Linked DNA regions of Danio rerio: regions 1 and 2 are each linked to region 3. A link is a contact called in public Hi-C and HiChIP or PLAC-seq data. All regions are on one chromosome and are shown on one strand. The core of a region is the stretch at or near the end of the contact, and the rest is flanking DNA. Distances in the headings are between cores, read along the strand shown.

Region 1 (4,204 bases), core at 1,028-3,527, 200 kb after region 3:
TGTAAATAAAACTAATGAGTTAACTCAATTCCTTCATGTTGTGTCAACACAAATCGATTGTGTGGAACCCAACATTTTTTACAGTGTATATTATGATATAGATATGAGATTAGATATGAGATTTTATTTTATATCGTCCAGCCCCAGAATAGATGGAGAAGGAAGGAGATGGAGGACATTCCTGAATCCCTCCATAGTCCTGTCAGTATTTTACAATCCCACTGAGATAAAATTAACACGAAGGACAATTAATATTAATTACCGTGGCAGTGTTGGTGGAGACTTTTAAATGGGTTAAGTACAAGTGCCCGAGCTGATGGGGTTGGGGGGTGGGGGGAGACCTGTTAACGCTCATTCTCAATTAGCTTTCACTGAGGAGAACTCGCCTGGCACACCATAAATGACTAACTAACCCTTCCCTACACGCAATTACCTGCTCCAAACCCTCAACCAGACCCCACATCACACTCACAGAGGCCCGGCAAAACACTTAACATGACACAACTCCAGTCAGGACCCTCTCTGTCTCCCGCTCTTTCTGTCTCGGCTTCCATTCTTTCCTGCTGTTTTTGAACTTTCAATTCTCCTCAACAGCATTATGATTATATATTATTAATATTTCTGAATTATTACTCATTTTCCCCCTAAAAATGGAGCGCTTTAATTCACATTTGAAGTACTCATCAAGGCGGTGTGGCGAAATGAATGTGGACGGATACATTATATTTGCAAAAATGCAAAGAGCACATCAAATATATATGGAAAGAATGAAATATTAAGCATTAATTTCGAGAAAGATAATTTGCTCAGGCCAAAATTGCCTTTTCATTAATCCCACCTTAGTTTTCTTTTTTTTCTCGCTCTTTCTCTTTTTAACTAAAGACCTGAAAGTTTCACAGTTATTAAAGAGAGTCTCTTTTCTATTAAAAACAGTCTATTGTCTTTATCCAAACCGAATATGAGATATGAATACGATATCTTTCTCTGCTTGATCTTTCATTCATTTGCTATTTTTAATATTTACATTTTTGCTGACGTGATACTCAAATGAAGCTCATTTGTTTATTGTACAGGGGTTGTTGTGATGGTGCTGCTTCTGTGCAAACTATTTATAACAAAGAAATGAATAAAAAACGAATGAATGGGTAAATGCACAAATGAATGAATGAACAAGTTGTCTAATTGATGAATGAACAAATTAACAAACAAACAAAAAATGAATAAATGCAAATGAATGTATGAATGGACAAATAAACGGACAAATGATTAAATGATCGGATGAATGAATGAATGAATGAATAGACAAATAAATGATTGGATGAATTAATGAATTAATGAATGAACAAATGAACAAACAAACAAACAAACGAATGAATGAATGCAAATGAATGAATGAATGAATTTTAAAAATAATGAATGAACAAATAAACAAACAAAAAGTGAATGCAAATGAATGAATGAATGTATGAATGCATGAATGAATCGACAAATGAACAAATTAATGATGAGTGAACAAACGAATGAACAAACTAATTATTGCAAATGCTATTAAATGATTGAGTAGATGTATGGAGGAATAATCAAATAAATTGATGAATGAATGAATGAATGAATGAATGAATGAATGAATGAATGAATGAGTGAATGAATGAATGAATGATCGAATGAATGAATTAATGAATGAATGAATGAACAAAATAATGGTTAGTGAAAAAACGAATGAACAAACAAATTATTGCAAATGCTAATGAATGATTGAATGGATGAGTAAATGAATGATCGAATGAATGAATGAATGAATGAATGAATGAATGAATGAATGAATGAATGAATGAATGAATGAATGAATGAATGAATGAATGAATGAATGAATGAATGAATGAATGAATGGACAAATTAATAAATTAATGAAAGAACAAACAAATGAACAGATAAACCAAAAAAAATTAATGAATGCATGAATTTGAAACATGAGCAACTAGCCTGTGATCTAAATCAAACACAATTACAAAAATCTCCAACAGCAGTACAGTAACAACATGTTCATTTCATAAAGGTATAAATCCTGTCCTACTGTATGTAAACAGCTAGTGTTGTGCTTCAGGGAAACTCAGTTTCCCATGACCATCCTCACCCCCTGCCCATGCTCAGTACTAGCGTCCGTTCATAGCATTACAGCCATTTTACATGGCAGGCTAGTGACTGTGCTTATGTGATGGTGTCACTCGACATAGACAATATGTAAAGAGACACCGTCTACATTTGTGTATGTGATCGCAATGCGGAATGACACAATGCTCCAGCCAATAAAAACAAGCACGCGCGCACACACACACACAGTCTGTGAGCGAGTGACTCATGTGCCTTACTGTGACCCCATTAGGACAGTAAGGTTGTGGGTCACTGAGTGAAGTATTTTCTGACATAGATACAGGGTCAAGAGTGACAGTTGAGAGAGAGATCATTGGCAGTAATACATCTTTTCACATTAGTCAAATGTATCAGACCATAAAGCAGTCGTTTTTGCAAATATTATACACTGTTATAAATGCTCCACACAATCGAACTGTGTTGGGACAACATGAAGGAATTAAGTTAAGTAATTAGTTTTTAACAAATTTAAGTGGATTAAACGTAAAACAATTAAGTTGTCCTCAAAAAACACTTCAACAATTGTGTTGTTTCAGCTAATTTTAAATAAGTTTGAACAGACAGCGAACATCATTTTTTGAGTGTTTGGATTCATTTACAAACTGGAAAAAAAAACTGCAATGCACCATAATTAATTTCAATGTGTTCGATTCATAATAAAAACACAAAAATGTGTCATGTCTTATAATTTTGAAAGAGGAAAAAGGGCATAAGTAATTGAATTAGATATCACAGACATTAAACATACTGTTAAAAGATGAGTACATTTAAGCTGTAATTGTTATCCTAAGTTATTACTGTATAAGTCACTTTATTATTGTCAACTTAATGTAAAACCATTTAAACCACCTAAAGTAATGTGGTTTTGATGTATTGTTATTAAACTATAACAGAAATAAACCTTAATAGCAAATAGAAACAAAATTAATGCACATGATTTACAAGAAAAAACTAAAACTTAAAATGAAAACTAAGTTAAAAGTAATTTTTATGAATGTAAAACCATTAGAAATGACTAAAATAATCTGGTTTCAATTAATTAGTTATTAATCTATAACAGAAATGAACCTTAAAACTAAATTATAAGTCATTTTTATGAATGTAAAATAACTAGAAATTACTAAAATAATCCGGTTTCAATGCATTAGTTATTAAACTATAACAGAAATGAACCTTAATTGCACATAAAAAACAAAAATACTGCACAGATTTACAAGAAAAAACTAAAACCTAAAACAAAAACTAAGTTAAAAGTCATTTTTAAGAATGTAAAACCATTAGAAATGACTAAAACAATCCAGTTTCAATTAATTAGTTATTAAACTATAACAGAAATAAACCTTAATTGCAATTAAGAACAATAATAATGCACAGATTTAAAAGAAAAAACAAAAACTTAAGATGAAAACTGAGTTATAAGTCATTTTTATGAATTTAAAACCATTTAAAATGACTCAAATAATCTGGTTTCAGCGTATTAGTTATTAAACTATAACATCAATGAACCTTAATTGCAAATAAAAAACCCAAGCTCATTCTGTAAACGTAGCCCCGCGGACGTTTCTGGAGACTGCGATCTACGTTTAGTTTTTCTCGAGCGATGAATGAGTGGAGGGCTTTGCTGCCGCTACCAGTTCGTCCGCTTAGCTCGCAGCATTACATCGGCGGAGCGGAGGCCTGCAGGAGGAGGAGCCGGCCGCGGGGACGACCGGGATCGGGTCCGAGGAAGAGCGGTTCCGGATATCAGGTAAGATGAAAAACAGAATCTGAAAAATAAGGGCGAGAATGCAGCAGGATCTGAAAACGCGGTCGAAATCGAAGACGAGGGCTTTTTATTATTATATTTTTTTTCTGGACAGCTTTTGCAAACCGTCGCTTGGGTTGAGGGAAGGAGGAGGAGGAGCAAGAAGAGGAGGCTGGCCGCCCGGTCGATTGTTCAGTCGTTCGGCCGGCCAGTTGGACGGACGGTCGCTCCACAGCGGCCTCCAGCGGCTTTTCGCGCGAGAACAGCACAAGCGCGAACAGCGCGCGCTCCCGAGAGGTGCTCAAGACG
Region 2 (4,287 bases), core at 678-3,177, 200 kb before region 3:
AAATGGACCATCAAGGGGTACACTCTTGTACCTTTAAGGTTCACGTTTGTACCTTTAAGGTTGGCTTTTGTACCTTTAAGTTACTGTGAGGTACACATTTGTTATTTTTAGGTATTCATATGTACTCTTTAAGGACCTGTTAGGAGCAAAAATGCACCTTTGTGTCTGACAGATTTTGTACCTTTATTTCTAAGAGTGTACAGTTGAACTTATTAGCCCCCCCTTTGAATTTTTTTCCCCTTTTTAAATATTTCCCAAAGTATGTTTAACAGAGCAAAGAAATTTTCACAGTATGTCTGATAATATTTTTTCTTCTGGAGAAAGTCTTATTTGTTTTATTTGGGCTAGAATAAAAGCAGTTAATATTTTTTTAAAACGATTTTAAGGTCAAAATTTTAGCCCCTTAAACTATATACAGTTGAAGTCAGAAGTATTAGCCCCCTTCAATTTTTTCTTCTTTTTTTTTTTAAATATTTCCCAAATGATGTTTAACAGAGCAAGGAAATTTTCACAGTATGTCTGATAATATTTTTTCTTCTTCAAAAAGTCTTTTTTGTTTTATTTAGGCTAGAATGAAAGCAGTTTTTAATTTTTTAAACACCATTTTAGGGAAAAAATTATTTCAGACACATTTTTCAGAAGTGTCTTGAAAAATGTCTAGTAAAATTTTTATTACTGTCATCGTGGCAAAGATAAAATAAATCAGTCATTAGAAATTATGTATTAAAACTATTATGTTAAAAAAATGTGTCGAAAAAATCTCTCCGTTAAACAGAAATCAGGGAAAAAATAAACAGGGGGGCTAATAATTCACAGTGGCTAATAATTCTGACTTCAACTATATATAAAAAAACAAAACAAATATAAATATGAATAAATACACACACAAAATTTCAGTCTTTCACAAATGTGCCTGTTTCTGTTATGTTCCCAAGGCAACAAGACATTTCCGTTTTCTCCAAAACCCAACATTACCCAGCGTTGGGCTGAGAAACAGACTGGAAAGGCACACACACACACACACACAAAAAAAAGGAGACAGAAATGCAACATACGCTGCAGCCTAGATAAATCCACCTTCGCCAGGCTGGGAATTACTCTACGATATGGAGTCAGAAGCAGCCAGATTACACAATAATCCCCAGGTAGATTTTACACCTCTAGAAGAGCCGCCAGCGTGTGTAATTCCCGCACTACCTTTTCTTAATGGAGAATCGCTTCACGCAACAGCTGCCATCCTAAAAATCATCTCTCACCTATTCGTCATCAACTGTACCCCCCCCCCCCCCCAACCCCCAAGCAGTGCGCACATAGGTAGACATTTAATTCCACCCATGGCCGTGTGTCTGAGAGGCAAATGAATGTGCCTATTCCTCATCTCCGCCACCACCACCGCAGTACACAATGATTAAACCCGGGCCAGCCATAATTAATGAAAGGTCACAAGTGGCCTTAGAGTAGGCTGCGAATGAAAGGACCCACCCAAATGTAGTCATAGATCTGGGCCTGGAAATAGATTAAGAGGAAGCACTCGCAGCTATGGCGAGAGGCCATTCGCTAACCCAAATCCTAAAAATGTAAAGGACAATACCCTGAAGGTTAGGCTTTCTAATTAATCGTCCTCATTAACCCGTACTGCAGTGATATTAAACTTTCGCCTTAATCTAATCACGCCAAATGAAAACGAAGAGCCTCAAAAGACAAAACACGTCTGTTCTCTGAGGAAACACGATAGTGTAACGTTTCAACAAAGCCCCACATGGAGGGATGTACGAAAATGGACTTTAATTTGGTACTGGATTCAGGAACACATGCTAATGTGTGAGAGAAATGCACCACATGCACACACACACACACACATGCTGTATCTTTCAGCATGCAGGATCTCGCATTGACCTATAGGTGTCACCCTTTACAAGCAAGGAAGAGAGACTGCTACACACACACACACACACAGCAGATGAAGGCAGAGAGGTTAGAAAGGCACAGACAAATATATACAGAACGCGGACTGAAAAATATGTGGAGATGACAAAAGCAGATGCTAGACAGGAAGTCCGCGCCAAGCGATGAGACTCAGAAGACAGCGCGATTACCTTCAGATGAGGCCGAGCTGCCTTCCCCCGTTTCCCCAGAAGAACGCTGATTACACACATACTAATCATACTGACAGGCACAAACCACCAAATAAATAATACATGCTAACCACTGCTCCATCCAGCCTCTGCTACCCCCAGACCGAAGGCCCGGTCGGTGTGTGTGTGTGTGTGTGTGTGTGTGTATACCACAACCCCAGACTCTTCAAAACACGCTCGCTTTAAGAAATCGTACCTGAGAAGCTCCTAGTGGGATCCTCGGTTTAGCATAGTCTGCTGAGGTGATTCTCCGACCCTTTCCTCCAGCCAGAGAGCAGTGGAGCGATGTGAGCCGGTCTCTGTGCTCCTTCTCATTACTCTCATTAGGATTACCCAAGCACTAGTTATCATTTTAACCAGGTGTCACTGTAAATCTGCGGGGGCCACATTTCCCCCCTCCCCTGTCTACCTCTTTCTCCCCCTCGTTCTCCCCCACAACAGACAGCTTCCTTGTCTTTAACGCTGCACTGTTGGATAAAAAAGCAATCTTATTTCACACCTCACGGACTCTATCTCTCTCTCCCTTGCTTGTCCTGTTTTTTTTTTTTTTTCTCCCCTACTAGATCCCCCTCTGGCCCCCCGTCAACCCCTTCCCTATATCAAAGCTGTCCTGACTTCGGAGCGCACGGTGTAAAATGAAAGTGACAGAAGGGTTCTGCAGGACAATGGGACATAGGCTCCATGCTGGGGGCTTTCATGCTTTGTCCGCTCTTCATATCAGCACTTCTTCGGCCCCGTCCGTACCCCTCCTGCCCCAAAACAGGACCCCCCTCTAACCCACAACACACAAAAAAACACTGCCTCCATCTCAGACCGGACTAAATCTGGAGACACCATCGCTAGATGGACGAAAAACACATAGTCCATCAAATGCATTATATTTATTATAAAATTATGTATTATAAAATATGTATAAATATAAAAGTATGTATTATATATATAAATTATATATCATATTATATATTTTATTATATTATATATTTTATTATAATATTTTATATTGTTATATTATAAAATAATATATTATATTATTACATATTTTTATTATTATTACTATTATTATTATTATTTTTATTAGTATTATTATATATTTTATTATATTATTTTAGACTATTATATTATATTATATTATATTATATTATATTATATTATATTATATTATATTATATTATATTATATATTTTTTGTATTATATATTTTATTATATTATTTTATTGTTATATTATTATTTTATATTGTTATAATATATTATTATATAGTTTTTATCATATTATATTATATTATATTATATTATATTATATTTTATTAAATTATATTAGATTATTATATTATATTATTATTATTATTATTATTATATTATATTATATTATATTATATTATATTATATTATATTATATTATTATCACAATAATATGATGTATTATATATTATATTATACAATATAAATATCATATTGAGATTAAAAATTGGCGACCTGACCCAAATTAACAGTTCACAGCTCACATGAGTTTAACAAATAACCGATATTATCATTCACCCATCAGTGCACACATTAAATGACATTTATAACTAGTTATAAAATCTACAGAGCAGCTTTTCAGATTCCAAATCATTCCAAACCTTACATAGTAAAAGCTCATATGTACTGTTTAAGCTGCAGCATAGTTTGCAAGTTATTCAGGCACATATTTAAAAGCCTCAACTTCTCATTTATTAACTGGTGCAGACAATAAAACAGACTCTTAACAATATAAAAAGGATTGATTGATGATTTCATTTTTGTTTATTTACATTTAAAACACACGGGAGTCTTAAATCCGCTTAAACTACAGTCACCACATGTGTGTTTACATACAGTAAAGTGCACATTTTTCAGGGTGTCATTAAAACACTCATGCTAATATACCTTGTTTAAAAAAAATAAACACCTTTATATGAATATGAAACTGTGATTATGACCAAAAAGTTAGTTGACTAATCAACATCTTGGAAGAACTATCAACCAATATATAACCTTAGAATAAACCAGCATGAACTCTGTTTAAAACACACACACACACATACACACACAAAATCTTCCAGTCACAGCCACAAAATAAAATCTGTGGGCAAGCACAACAATGCAGTAACGCCACGAAAAACAATTCCCTAA
Region 3 (4,289 bases), core at 894-3,393:
AAATCAAACACGCTTTCATTCCGGCCGCTCCTTTGTTGATCAAACTTGAGGTACATTTTTATAGTCCTGCTAACCCCCTCAATCTGGTTGTATTGTTTGCGTGACCCCACAACATAACCCAACCCCACTCTTTTCCCACTCTTTGCTGGCTTGGTAATGTTGGGTTTTTCCCTTCTCTTTCTTTTTTATCTTTCTTCCACTCACTCGGTGACCCCTGCTCCCTTGTTTCTTGCCGTCTGACCCCAAGTCTCTCAACCTCCCCCTCTCTTTCTTCCCCAACCCTGCACATCCATGAGGAGCTCGCAAACAGTCAGTCAGCTCTGGGTCTGTCTGTCCTTCCATTGCATCTCTTCTGTTTTCTCGTTTTCTATCTGACTGTGGGCTACATTGTGTCATTGTTATGGATCCACATTTCCGCCTGTTCTCATGCGTATACCGTGGAAGGACTATCTCTATAGCTTTTCGTTGATGTCAGCTTTTAGGTCCCCATCTCTCACTCTCCTTTTTTTTAAATTCATCCTACACCTGTGGTCTTCATTAAGTTCTAGCTTAATTAAAATGTGAGCTGTTTGTGGGGCAAATTCCCCTCAAGTAGCTTACAAGCTAGTTCTAGCTAAGTTGTTAGCTTTGTTTATAATTTGAAAACTATTTTTCGTCATATGCTTTTCTCCCTCAGGAGAAAGCATACGCAAGTTGTAAAATACAACGCCGATTTCGCTATCAAAGTCTTTGTTGTCGAAATAGCATTTCACTGCATGGTTTTGATTTTTATATTCAGAAACTCGCGCCGTATGCGTGGGTTTCTTGTTTTAAGGCATTCGCCGTATAATCGCTGTGTGTGTCGCGCGGCTCTGCGGGCTCTGTGAGCTCCGGCTGATCCGCTCCTGAGACCCGGGGCTCCGTCTCTATACCAAACACACTCCCCTAAACACTCACACACACTTCACACAAACACACATGCCAATCGACTTGCATGTGACTCCGGCTGGGAAGCGGCAAAGAACAACTTTAACGTCGCATGGAACGAAAAATAAACCGAGAAAGTGACAGGAGCGAGGAAAAAGTAGAGGAACTGAAATGCACAGCAAAGGGCGGAGAAATCCACACTAGAAAGGACTCGAAAAGTAACGATGGGCGCATTGTTGAGGATTTCTGCTCGCTAAATGAGCGAGGAAATGAAAGTAGAAGACGAACGAGCATATCGGTGTAAAAATGGAAAAGCGGGGCGACGCTTCCCGCTCAGCGGACGCAGACGGACTCGCAGGCTGGACTAAGACGCTCCTCTCCCGGCTACGATCGCGCAGCGCTCCCGCTGCTCTCCCACAGACCCTCGCGCATCGACACCCTCTCAAAAAACCCTTTCTTGACACTGCTCGGTCCCATTGTGACCCGTGTGAACACGCGAACGTGCAGAAGTGTGTTTTAAATCCAACTGTTTGGAAAAAGGAATCGCTGTCTTGCCCTTTTCTTTTCTTCCAGTCATGAGAAGAGCGAGGACGAAGCCAGATGTAAACACAGGTAACGATACTAATAAAACGACAGTAAATAAAGCAACTTGCATGAAAATAACTTGCGATCGCCTGTTCTTTACCCTGCTAGGAGAATAAGCAAAGCCGGGGCTGCTACGGCGAAATCCCGAAAGCCATCGCTTTAGTCTGTTATTGAAACTAAAGAGAATCGTAACGCTAAGAGAGAGACAGAAAGAAAGAGAAAGCAAAGTTACAACTTACAATGTTTGGCTGCCGCTTTGAGATCCTTGCTTTTTAATCCAGTATTGAGACGCTTTGGCTAAAGATCCCATCAAGGCAGTCCCTTTTGGTCAGTTTGCGTTTAGGATGATGGTAAAAGAAAGATCATTGTTGTTGCGGAGAGTAAAAAACGGACTATTAGTTGTAAAGGCAATATAAAAATAATTTGGATGCAAAGCAGGCGATGAGTCTTGTGTTAGAGGGAGAGAGGAAGAGGTGAAAGTGAGATCTGATGATTGAAAAGAAAAAAACTCTTTGGATCTTTATTCCTGCTAATTAGTTTCCTGCAAAAAATGGCTGTGATTAATTCAGTGCGCATGTGCTTCATTACACAGGCACGACGGGAAGGGCTAATTAGCCACCTTCTGGATCAATAAGATTCAGCAGAGAGCCGAGGAGAGAGAGAGGGAGGAGGGAGATAGAGGAGGGAGGGAGGGATGGATGGATAGATGGAGAACGAGAAAGAGGAAAGTAGTGATCGGGAATTGAAAATATGGAATTAAGTACAGCACAAAGTAAGAGTTGGATGAGAAGGAAGAAACTGAAAGTTAATAGCGGAGAGGCGCGCGCGCAGACCCCGCCGCGCAGTGTGTTTTCGCGCTCGTCTTTTACGCTCGCGAGACGCTATACTTTTAGATTTACAAATCAAAACGTGGATGTTTGTGAAATGCGATAGCGCACTTTATATCTCCCAAGCATTAGCTTTAGAGCGCTTACAAACCCCGATAAGCTCGACGCACTGTCCGTGCGCGTCTTATTTAATAAAAATAACAGGATTAACACTGTTTACATTTCTTTTTCTTTTAGTTTATATGCTACACTGAAGGAAAATTCACTTCTTGTGGACATTAGCCCTGCATGTAAAGCTTTATTATTGTAATTCTTAAATAAGCAATGTCTGAGTACAAATATATATTTTAGTGTGCATGCACAAATCTGTTTCATTGTGAGAAACAAACTTATAAATATGCTTAAAATAGTGCTCTGTAAAAAGTAGACTAGTAACAGCTGGTATATATATATATATTTAAAAATACTTTATTTTATTATTTTTTTTTAATCTCACTGATGACCTAAACTACCAAAACACTGTGCAGTCTTAAGATTTAAAGCATTATGTCTGTATTTTTTACACTTGTTATTTTTTGAAGTCATCAAATGTTGCTTAAAATGGCACGTACTATTCATGTAACACCACATTAGTTAAATCGTTATAAAGTATAATCATGTTTAAGCGTAATAAATGAAATATGTATTTTATCTATCGCAATATCATCTCAGTATTTACAGCCTGTATTTACGCTCCCGGTCTGTCCCATCGTGCTTTATGTTAATATGAGTGCATGAGGAGAAATCAAGACACTGCCACCGAATGCGAGGGAAAAAACAGTGCAAAAACTAGACAGCGCAAAAACCTCCACTTTCCTCTTTTTAGCTTTTCTGCACAGCCTGATACAATTCCTGTCAGAGTAAAACACAATGTATCCTAAGTTATATACAGTATATGCTTTATTCAAATGCAGACGGTGGTGAACATTAAACGATAAGAGATGCTTCTTCTGATATTAGATTTGAGACTCGATACAAAAGTTGAAGCAAAAAGCAATGTGTAGATTTGACGCCTTTAAAAAATATATTATTTGACCATAAGAAATTCTGTTTCTGTTCCTCTCTCTCTCGCACACACACTCACATACACACAAACACACACTCTCACACAGAGGAGGTGAAGATAGGGAGAGAGTGCAATGCAAAAATCTGAAGTTCCTTAATCAACAATCTATTCCTCGGTTTTAGTTTTGATGTTTGGTAGTTTATGCATGTTATAGCATGACTTTAAACACACAAATCCATCGTTTTTAATGATATCATAATATATTTAACAGAGCATTTGAACAGATGTAATGCTTATTCAGTTGGAAATTAAAATAGCATATAAATCACTCTTTAGATACACGATAAAATAAGCGACAATAAAATTAGCTACATGTTATGTTTATTTGAACAAAAAAATAATTCTCGATAAGTAGTGTAACTTTCAAGCGCGTGCGTTCAAAGAGGTGACATTTGATCAATAGTAACAACTGTAGTATAGATCGGTGGGTTTCTCCACAGGTTTGCTTTTTTCACTTTGCCCCAAAACAATTCTCCTTCTCTTGGTGGTCACTTAAAACGCCTTCTTCCCGAATCAAAAGCGTGTATCCCAGTTCCGACCTTTGAGCCCAGGCCAGTGTCTTTTCTCATGATAATTCCATTGTTGATTCTCACTAAAGAAATGACAATTCCTCTTTCTCTCAATGACTACTTTGACTATTGACAACTATAAGGGGCTCTAATCTTGCCAAATACAGCTAACCTGTTTTTATCGATTGCATAATGACTATTGGAAAATGATCATATGTTGTGTTGTGTTTATTTTTCTCTCCGATGTTTTTCCTCTTCTTTTGGTTATACAACGAAATCCACACATCATGTGTTTTAGGTATCGGCGAGGAATTCCGTGCTGTCTTATTTGCTGCATTGTGAATCGTATTGTTTATT

What was found. A called contact is a pair of places that touch in the nucleus more often than the background predicts. HiChIP or PLAC-seq counts read pairs in DNA pulled down with a chosen protein or histone mark.
Region 1: a Hi-C map of an unstated tissue shows a contact between it and region 3, with 2.6 times the contacts expected there. The contact joins the enhancer-like site here to the promoter of zfhx3b in region 3. A contact is called at or near these places in 1 of 18 Hi-C or Micro-C datasets (an unstated tissue) and 1 of 4 datasets of contacts at active chromatin or transcription factors (embryo).
Region 2: a contact with region 3 is called in an H3K4me3 HiChIP or PLAC-seq map of embryo, with 6 times the contacts expected there. The contact joins the enhancer-like site here to the promoter of zfhx3b in region 3. A contact is called at or near these places in 5 of 18 Hi-C or Micro-C datasets (caudal fin, embryo, hematopoietic stem cells and 1 more) and 3 of 4 datasets of contacts at active chromatin or transcription factors (caudal fin, embryo and gastrula embryo).

Annotation. Positions count from the first base shown.
Region 1 is chr7:74,104,049-74,108,252 of GRCz12tu, forward strand. It overlaps a transcript of zfhx3b not described here. Among named protein-coding and RNA genes, the nearest start is that of zfhx3b, 200 kb to the left of the region's middle. Within about 2 kb of position 2,278, at least 4 of the 62 cell types and tissues checked have an H3K27ac peak or open chromatin away from gene starts, as enhancers often do.
Region 2 is chr7:73,709,059-73,713,345 of GRCz12tu, forward strand. The region is part of intron 4 of zfhx3b (zinc finger homeobox 3b); the gene reads right to left. Among named protein-coding and RNA genes, the nearest start is that of pmfbp1, 120 kb to the left of the region's middle. Within about 2 kb of position 1,928, at least 6 of the 62 cell types and tissues checked have an H3K27ac peak or open chromatin away from gene starts, as enhancers often do.
Region 3 is chr7:73,906,859-73,911,147 of GRCz12tu, forward strand. zfhx3b (zinc finger homeobox 3b) reads right to left here and starts at 2,144. Exons shown (of 10, transcript NM_001365188.1): 1 at 1,731-2,144.